Linked DNA regions of Sus scrofa: region 2 is linked to region 1. Evidence: chromatin contacts called from public Hi-C data. All regions are on one chromosome and are shown on one strand. The core of a region is the stretch at or near the end of the contact, and the rest is flanking DNA. Distances in the headings are between cores, read along the strand shown. Region 1 overlaps POLR1A (DNA-directed RNA polymerase I subunit RPA1). Region 2 has its middle 85 kb from the start of POLR1A.

Region 1 (4,532 bases), core at 1,398-3,897:
ATGGAGTTTTCCTCCTTTCATTTTCAGATCGTTCATTGTATGGACACACAGTTGAATTTTGAATGTTGATCTCATGTCCTTCTGCCTCACTGAAGTCATTTTCTAGCTCTAATAATTTTTTGTGGATTCCTTGGGGTTCTCTCTGCATGAGGTTGTGTCAGCTGCAGTTAGAGGTCATTTTCCTTCTTACTGTCCAATCTGGAAGCCGTTTATTCTTTCCAGGCCTGATGCCCCAGCTGGAGTCCCTAGAATGTTGTTGAATGGAAGTGACAAGAGCACACGCTCTTTTCTTGTTTCTGACCTTAGGCAGAAAGCGTCGCCTTTGATGGTAGCTGTAGGTTTTCCATCAACACCTCCCCGTTATTAGCTTGATGATGTTTCCTTCTATTAATGGGCTGTTTGGTATTTTTATCATGAAAGTGTGTTGAGATTGTCAGATGCTTTTTCTGCTCCCTTGATTTTACAGACGAGGTGACAGGTCACATCCTCCATCCTTAGTTGGTTGGATATGTATGTTTTTGTTACCTTTCTCTCAGGGTTTCCATTCCTGACCATGCCCAGCTGGTGGTCTGCGCTGTGCATGTGGCACTGTGGTTGAAGGCCACTGGTGGTCAGCATCCCAGGAAAGTCACCCCCCTCTCCTGGCAGTGCCGACCTTGTGAAGGACGAGGGCCATGACCTTCCCGGTCGTTTTCTGTTGAGATAACAAAGAGATGCTGTTGTCAGTTTTCCCCCGGCTTCTGGTGCACATTCATGAAAAGGCAGCTGCTCTCATAACTGCCCTGATCCCATAGAGACGCTGCTTTGGGGGGCCTTCAACAGCCACACAAAGAGCTGTTGAAGCCAGCTGATGGCTCCCAGCCCTCCTCAGCCCTGGTAGCCTGTTAGACCAGGCTGCCTGCCCCAGCCTGCTGTGTCTTTGGGAATGTGTGCTCTTGGCCTCTCTGGAGCTGACACATGGTTATCTCTCCCCCCACCCCCACCCCTGAAAGGGTTTTCTGTGGAGCAGTTGCTTGTTAGAGAGCAGTTGCCTCTCTCTGGGGGCCTCCTATGGCCTCCCGTTAGCAGCTGCGTGTGGAATGGGCAGCCATATTGATGGGCCCAGCTGGGCAAGGGAAGGAATCCCTAGCCTTTCAGAAGCCATAATTAATCCCAGTCAACAAAATTGATTTCCGAAGTTCCTGCTGTGGTCCAGCAGGTTAAGAACCCGGCATAATGTCTGTGAGGATGCAAGTTCGATCCCTGGTCTTGGCGTGGTGTAGGTCACTGATGTGGCTCAGATACTGAGTTGCTGTGGTGTAGGCCAGCAGCTGCAACTCCAATTTGACCCCTAGTGTGGAAACTTCGGTATACCATGGGTGCAGCCGTAAAAAGGAAAACAATATATATTAGCTCTATAAACAATATATATTAGCTCTGTAAAACAATATATATTAGCATAGTTCTAATATATATATTAGAACTGTGCGGGAGCCATGGGGCGGCCAGGTGGTCACATCACCAGGGTGCCCTGTGCTGTGCTCCATACGGAGACTCTGTTCCATGGTGCTCCCTGCTCGGCTGGTTTTAATAACTACTTCTAAAGTACCAGTCCTTCTTGTCATTGTCGGGAGGCTTATTCTCTGTGGTATGTATGTATGTGTTATATATGTATTTTTGACCTCGCGTGTGGCACTCCTTGCACCACAGCAGTGACCCGAGCCACAGCAGTGACAATGCCAGATCTTTGCTGGGTCACCAGGGAACTCTCTTTGCAGCATTTATTTAGCCTCACTGTCCAGACCAGGATCTGGAGCAAGTGATCCTGTTAAAACTTAAATCAGTGTGTCACTCCTGTGATCATAACTTTCCTTCTTACCCTAAACTGAAAGCCTCTGCCTGAACCATGCGCTCCTGTTTTTCCCCTTTCTTTTTGTCTTTTTAGGGCTGCACCCGCGGCATATCGAAGTTCCCAGGCTAGGGGTCACATTGGAGCTGCAGGTTCTGGCCTACGCCACAGCCACAGCAACTCCAGATCCTTAACCCACTGAGTGAAGCCAGGGATCAAACCTGTGTCATCATGGTTACTGGTTGGGTTCTTAACCTGCTGAGCCACAATGGGAACCATGTGCTGTAATCTCTGTGGGGCTCTGTCCTCTTCTGGCGAGGCCTTCCCTGCCTGTCTTATTTAAAATACCAAAGACTCTCTCCCCCTGCTCTACTCTGGGTCTTCCTTCCCCGATTTATTTTCCTCCACAGTTTGGCTCTCCTCAAGATGGAGGCTCCGCTGAGGGCAGAGCCTGTTGTGGTCACTTCTCCCCCAGCGCCTACCTGGCTCATGGTAAGCACTCGATAGAGCTCAATAACTGCTGAGTGAACGAATGCATCTTCTCTGTATCCTACAAAGGAGCAGTGCTAAGGCCTGGACAGCATTGCCCACAGTCCACAGACACTGGAACACTCCCTTGTCCCCGCGGCTTCGCTGCAGGCCAAGCCCAATTCTCATTTGGATGCCTCGGGCCTGCTCTGTGAAGCTCTTCAGAGGGAAAACTCTGGGTTCTTCGTCTTTGCATCCTTTCTTCTCTGGCGCCCTGGCAAGTCAGAGCTGTTCTGTGGGAGGATGTTGCTGACTATGCGTGATCATTGTCGCCTGCTTTGAGGTGGCCTGAAAAGGAAGGAGGCCTCTGACATCCTGTCAGGGCCTGACGTGGCAGCTGCCTTTCCCTGGCAGAGGGCAGCATCTCTCTCAAGCCTGCTGTCTTTGTCCACCTTTTTACCACATACCAATTTAGAATCTTTCTTCACTGTGACCCCTCAGCAGTATCTTTTCCTTTCCTTCCTTTGGTCTATTCAGGAACTTAATTTTCTACTCCTAAGCTCCCTCCTAAGTCATGTAAACAGAAGAATTAAAAACTGAGATCAACTTGTCCCACAGAGGTGAAACTGTCCACCCTTTTTTGTTTTGTTTTGTTTTTTGCTTTTTTCTGCTTTACTCGCAGCTCATCGGAGTGGAGTTGTCCCCTTTCAGGATGAAGAGGGACCGGCAGTCCTAAAAGGAAACATCTCAGCTTTTCTTTCGACCACCAGCTTTGTCTTCTTTTTCCCCTCCAGGTCGTGTCCACGCTGCTCATCAACATAATCCCGGAGGACCAGATCCCACTGAACTTATTGGGAAAGGCAAAGATTGGTGGCAAAGCTTGGGTGAAGGAGGCTCCTCGGCCCGTTCCCGGCTTTAACCCCAACTTGATGTGCGAGTCCCAGGTGTGGCTGCCTGCCCCAGCTGCATTGGCTACAGACTTCTAGTTCTGCGTTTAAGCAAATTGATTTAAAACCATGGCAGGGACATGGAGGCACGTGTGCAGGAAGGGGAGTCCTGCCTCAAGGGAGGGAGTCGGACCCAAGCTGTGCTGACTTGGGTCAACCACTAGTATTTGGCTCTCAGTAGAAAACTCATAACCAGGAGTTCCTGTTGTGGCTCAGTGATAACTCACCCGACTAGTATCCATGAGGATGCGGGTTCAATCCCTGGGCTCACTCAGTGGGTTAAGGATCTGGCATTGCTATGAGCTATGGTGTAGGTCACAGACATGGCTCAGATCTGGCGCTGCTGTGGCTGTGGCTGGCAGCTGCAGCTCTGGTTTGACCCCCTAGCCTGGGAACCTCCATATGTCACAGGCACGGCCCTAAAATAAATAACTTATAACCAGTTTGAGAAGGCTTCTCTAGCAGAAGCCTCTGACCTCGATTCTGCCAAGCTTGACAGTGCAGACCCTGTGTTTTTCCCTGAGACCCCAGAGTGGCTGGATACCCTACCATGAGGTTTGACACCTCCCAGCTCCAGGCCTCGGAGGCAGCCCCAAGGCAGAGAGGGGGACTGTGGCCCCCACACTAAAGATTGCCAAGGCCTGCGTGTGCCTTGTGGGGGCATATCCCCCAGGCCTCAGCTCACAAGTGCTTTGTCCTAGGGTCTAACACGCATTCCATTCAGGACCGAAGCTGCCCGCTTTCTTTCCCCTCATAGATCATATTCTTAACGTGTGCGGCATCATGCACTGGAAAGCCTTCCTGTAATTAGCTTCTGACCTTGAACCCAACTTTATGGAAGTACACATTCAGGCCCTAAAGGATATTAGGTTATGTTTTCTTTTTTTTCTTTTTTCTTTTTTTTTTTTTTGTCTTTTTGCTATTTCTTGGGCCGCTCCCACGGCATATGGAGGTTCCCAGGCTAGGGGTCGAATCGGAGCTGTAGCCACTGGCCTACGCCAGAGCCCCAGCAACGCGGGATCCGAGCCACGTCTGCAACCTACACCACAGCTCACGGCAACGCCGGATTGTTGACCCACTGAGCAAGGGCAGGGACCGAACCCGCAACCTCATGGTTCCTAGTCGGATTCGTTAACCACTGCGCCACGACGGGAACTCCTAGGTTATGTTTTCTTACTCCTGGGGTACCAGGGAGGGAGTACCTAGGCCAAGGTCATGGTTAGGAAGTTCGGGTTCTAGGCGTTCTCCTTTCCATTCACACGGTGTTTCTCAAGGATATTTGACCCCAA
Region 2 (4,532 bases), core at 931-3,430, 35 kb after region 1:
CTAGGTGACAAGTCGTCTGTCAGTGACTACACTCTGAGTAGGTGGCCCTGGACTGCAGGGCGAGCAAGCCGGTTGCCGCCTGTGCTTGAGGCCATGCAGTTCAGCTGATGGATTTGCCAGGCCCTCTGCAGCTTTCCCAAACCTGGGGCAATTTTCTCTCTCCTGCCTCGTTTACACAGGGCTCCTAGTTCAGCCACAACCAACAAAATGGCTACAGTCTAAAGTTTCAGTATTTCAACACCATCAAGCCCCCCTTCTTCCAAAAGTCTGCTTAGAACAGAAGTTCTCAACTCTTCGCATTGGAACCACCTGAGGAGCTTGTATAATGACTGATTCTAGGACCCCATCCCAGAGATTCCTTTTTTTTTTTTTTCTTATTTTTAGGGCTGCACCTGTGGCATGTGGAAGTTCCCAGGCTAGGGGTCGAATCAGAGCTGCAGCTGCCAGCCTATGCCACAGCCACAGCAACGATGGATCTGATCCTCATCTTCGACCTACACCACAGCTCACAGCAACGCCAGATTCTTAACCCACTGAGCAAGGCCAGGGATGGAACCCACAACCTCATGGTTCCTAGGCGGATTCGTTAACCACTGAGCCACGACGGGAACTCCAACCATCCCCTCCTGTTGGCGTGATAACTCTTCAACATTGGAGTCGTGGACGGCAAGTTTCCCTACGAAGATCTTAAGGTCTGATCCCTGCACTCAAAAAGCAGGAGTGCATGTGTGTGATAAAGCTCTCGTGGTGCCAAGGACGCAGTGGAGTTCAGAGGATGCCTTGATCAGCTTCACCTGGGGGGTTGGCAAAAAAAGAGACTGTGATGCTTCTGGCTAGAAAGCAGGAGGCTCACAGCTGCCCCTAGCCCAGCCCATTAAGGAGACTCTGCGTCTTCAACTTACAAGTTCCTACCAACTGGGCACCTGTGGGGGCAGGAGGAGGGGACACTGGACCAGCAAGAGTTTCAAGACGCAGCTCTGAGAAGTTTCCATTTAAAAAGCTAAGCTTGGAGTTCCGTCGTGGCGCAGTGGTTAACGAATCTGACTAGGAACCATGAGGTTGCGGGTTCGGTCCCTGCCCTTGCTCAGTGGGTTAACGATCCGGCGTTGCCGTGAGCTGCGGTGTAGGTTGCAGACGCGGCTCGGATCCCGCGTTGCTGTGGCTCTGGCGTAGGCCAGTGGATACAGCTCCAATTAGACCCCTAGCCTGGGAACCTCCATATGCCGCGGGAGCAGCCCAAAGAAATGGCAAAAAGACAAAAAAAAAAAAGCTAAGCTTGAGTTACTGAATGAGGATCATGCCTCCGGTTCTTGAAGCACCTCCTCCCTCTTTCCAGGAGAGGTAATCAGGAGTTCTGTTTTGTCTGGGACACATCCCCACTTAGGAAAGGCCAGAACCTGGTCCCAGGGGATAGGGCTGAGCACCTCATCTCGCCTGGGCTGCCCTTGGGTGTCCTTAGAGCTGTTGAGCCTTTGGTGGTGGTTGTTTTGTTTGTTTTGGCCATGGCATGTTGCGGCTTGACGTAGGATCTCGGTTCCCAGACCAGGCATTGAACCCTGGGCCACAGCAGTGAAAGCAATGATTCCTAACCACTACACCACCAGAGAGCTCCCGGAGCTGCTCAGCCTTTGAGTAAATCGAGGAACCCAAGAGTTTGGGCTCAGAGGCCTGGAAGGCACATTTCAACCTAAAAAAATCCCACCCACGCCCTTCCTCTTCTCGTTCTGCACCCACCCAACCTTGCCCACTGCACCAGGCCCCCAAAGATGCAGGCCCTGCCTTCACAGATCTTGTGATCTGGGGCCCCAAACATGCAAGCAACAGGAAATTCAGCCCCTTGTGGTCTGGCTAGAGGTTGAGGAACCCACCAGGCATCATGCCAACCTGTGCCCTACCCCTGCCACTCCAGATAGGGACAGCGTGCACCCAGCTGGCTCTAGGGGGCTTTGGGGAGGGGGCCGAGTGGGGAGGGAAGTGAATCCAATCAGGAGTCCAGTCCTCGCCACCCTCCTCATGAGTCTGCTTCCACCCTAGTCGCTTTACCTACTCTCCTGAGTATAGGAGAGGCCGCCCTGTGGTTCAGCCTTAGGCCTTTCTTTTCGAGCAGCGGTCAGCCCTGCTCAGAGGTCAGGCGACCCTGCTGGCTGCTGCTTTCTGGACTGGTTTCCCAACACTGTCGTCTCAAGGAGCCAAGCCGGCCCTGGGCCTGTGGCCTCACATGTGATAGTTTCAGGAACCCTAGGCCCTGGTTCCCCTTCCTTGACCCATGGTTCTTGCCTGGAAGCGTGAACCTAAAGTCCCCATGCATTCAACCGGTCAGACCTCAAGAACGTCCTTGAGCAGCGTGGCTGCCTTTCAGGCAAGAAACTGAGCCGTAAGGAGTTCCTGCTGTGGCGCAGTAGGTTAAGGACCTGGCATTGTCTCCATGCCAGCTCAGTTTTGATTCCTGGCCACCACAGTAGGTTAAGGATCTGGTGTTGCTGGCATAAGTCAAAGCTGTGGCTCAGATTCAATCCCTGGCCCAGGAGCCTGCCAAAAAAAGAGAGAGAAAAAGAAAGAAACTAAGCCGTGAAATTGGATTCCTCTTGGAATCTTGGGTCCTCTGCTGACAGCTACTTGTTCTTTCTGTGCATCAGTTTCCTTGTCTATAAAATGGTCTTTAAAATTATGGAGCGCCTGTTGTGGCTCAGCAGATTACAGACCCGTCTACTATCCATGAGGATTCATGTTCGGTACCTGGCTTCGCTCAGTGGGTTCGCTCAGTGGGTTAAGGATCCGGCGTTGCCGGGAGCTGTGGTGTAGATCACAGACATGGCTCAGATCCCACATTGCTGTGGCTCTGGCGTAGGCAGCAGCTGCATTTCCAATTTGACCCCTAGCCTGGGAACCTCCATATGCTGCAGGCACAGCCCTAGAAAATAAGTATTCACAAAAGTATGTGCAGCTATATGTGTTTACCTATATACCAAGTCGTTTTTAGTGAGGGTAGGGGGCAGTTTTGCCCCCCTGGACGTTTGGCAGTGTCATCTCTGGGTATTAAACAGGAGAGGGGGGTGTTCAAGTCATTTAGCGGGGAGAGACCAGAGATGCTGCTGCATATCCGATAATATAGGGGCAGCCCCTGCAATAAAGAATTACCTCCCCTTTCTCCTGGCTGGCAGCACAGGGGCCCCATGATGCCTGGAGTTACTGTAAAAGGCGTGAACCAGTGGGAGTCTGGAGCTCTGCCAGCCTTCCTCAAGAGGTCCAGGAAGCTGAACGGCCCTGAATGGGTGGACCCTGTCAAGCTGGCCAAGCATACAAAGCCGACGCCCTGTGATGAGAACTGGGTCTTCTGCAGCACAGCAGCTGGACCTCCGGGGCCGCGCTGGGGACCCCTCCATCACTAGGATCTTTGGGGGATGTCAGAGAAGCAGTGTCCTGCTTGACCACTCAGCACAGGCTCCAAGAATGCCACCGGGTCCTCCAGGTCCTGGAAGGGCTGAGAATGGTGGAAAAGGACCAAGATGGGGGCTACAAATGGGCACATCTGGAACAGAGAGATCTGGACAGAATCACTTGGCAGGTGGGAGCTGCCAACAAGAAGCATTACAACAAGTGATGCTGAGTTAATAAATTGCCTCATTTGTAAAAATAAATAAATAAATAAATAAATAAATAATCAAAACATCCAGCCCTAAACATCAGTGGTGTGGAATTTGAAAAACCCTGCCACATACACATAAGGGGAGGGGTGTCAACTATTTCTTTTAAGAAACAGAATCACTTGCATTTTAGCCCCTCTGAGAGGTAAGCAATGGCATCTCAATTTAATTTGCAATTCCCTATTAATAATTCTGAGCATGTGTTCTCTTGTGACACAGTGGGTTAAGATTCCGAGTTTCACTGCAGCATCTTGGATCACTGCTGTGTCTCGGGTTTGATCCCTGGCTCAAGGACCTCCACATGCTGTGGGAGTGGCCAAAAAAAAATCTGAGCATCTTTTCATAAATGTTTTGGCTAGTCTGACTTACATTTATGAGAACTGTCTATTTGTATCCTTTGCTCTTTTTTCTATCGGTTGGTTTCTATTGACCTTTACTGTCAGTTTTTTTCCTTTTTTTTTTTTTTTTTTTCCTTTTTGAAGCCACACCCAAGGAATTTGGAAGTCCCCAGGCCAGTGGTTGAATTAAAGCTGCAGCTGCCGGCCTATGCCACAGCCACAGCCATGCCAGATCCAAGCCCCATCTATGACCTACACCACAGCTTGCAGCAGTGCCAGATCCTTTAACCCACTGAGCAAGGCCAGGGATTGAACCTGCATCCTCATGGATACTGGATGTGTCCTTAACCCACTAAGCCACAACAGGAACTCCTACTGTCCATTTTAAAGAACTCATTTCTTACAGATATGGATAAGCCTTTGTCATCTGCATTCAATACTGCCCCCTCCCCCCATTTAAATGAGTGAGATAATCCAGGTCAAGAATTCAGTGCAGCATCCACACTGTGGTTAAGGAGGCTAGTAACTGTCCATGCAGGGCCATGCCCAC

What was found. Hi-C and Micro-C count contacts between places; a contact is called where the count stands out from the background.
Region 2: a Hi-C map of liver shows a contact between it and region 1, with 2.3 times the contacts expected there. The contact joins two enhancer-like sites. A contact is called at or near these places in 1 of 5 promoter capture datasets (liver) and 2 of 47 Hi-C or Micro-C datasets (blood and liver).

The regions. Positions count from the first base shown.
Region 1 is chr3:58,716,999-58,721,530 of Sscrofa11.1, forward strand. POLR1A (DNA-directed RNA polymerase I subunit RPA1) reads left to right here. Exons shown (of 34, transcript XM_005662406.3): 15 at 3,091-3,240. Among named protein-coding and RNA genes, the nearest start is that of POLR1A, 49 kb to the left of the region's middle. Within about 2 kb of position 2,648, at least 10 of the 83 cell types and tissues checked have an H3K27ac peak or open chromatin away from gene starts, as enhancers often do. A contact at or near this core is called in liver, where this site is marked.
Region 2 is chr3:58,752,876-58,757,407 of Sscrofa11.1, forward strand. It overlaps the pseudogene LOC110259988. Among named protein-coding and RNA genes, the nearest start is that of POLR1A, 85 kb to the left of the region's middle. Within about 2 kb of position 2,181, at least 14 of the 83 cell types and tissues checked have an H3K27ac peak or open chromatin away from gene starts, as enhancers often do. A contact at or near this core is called in liver, where this site is marked.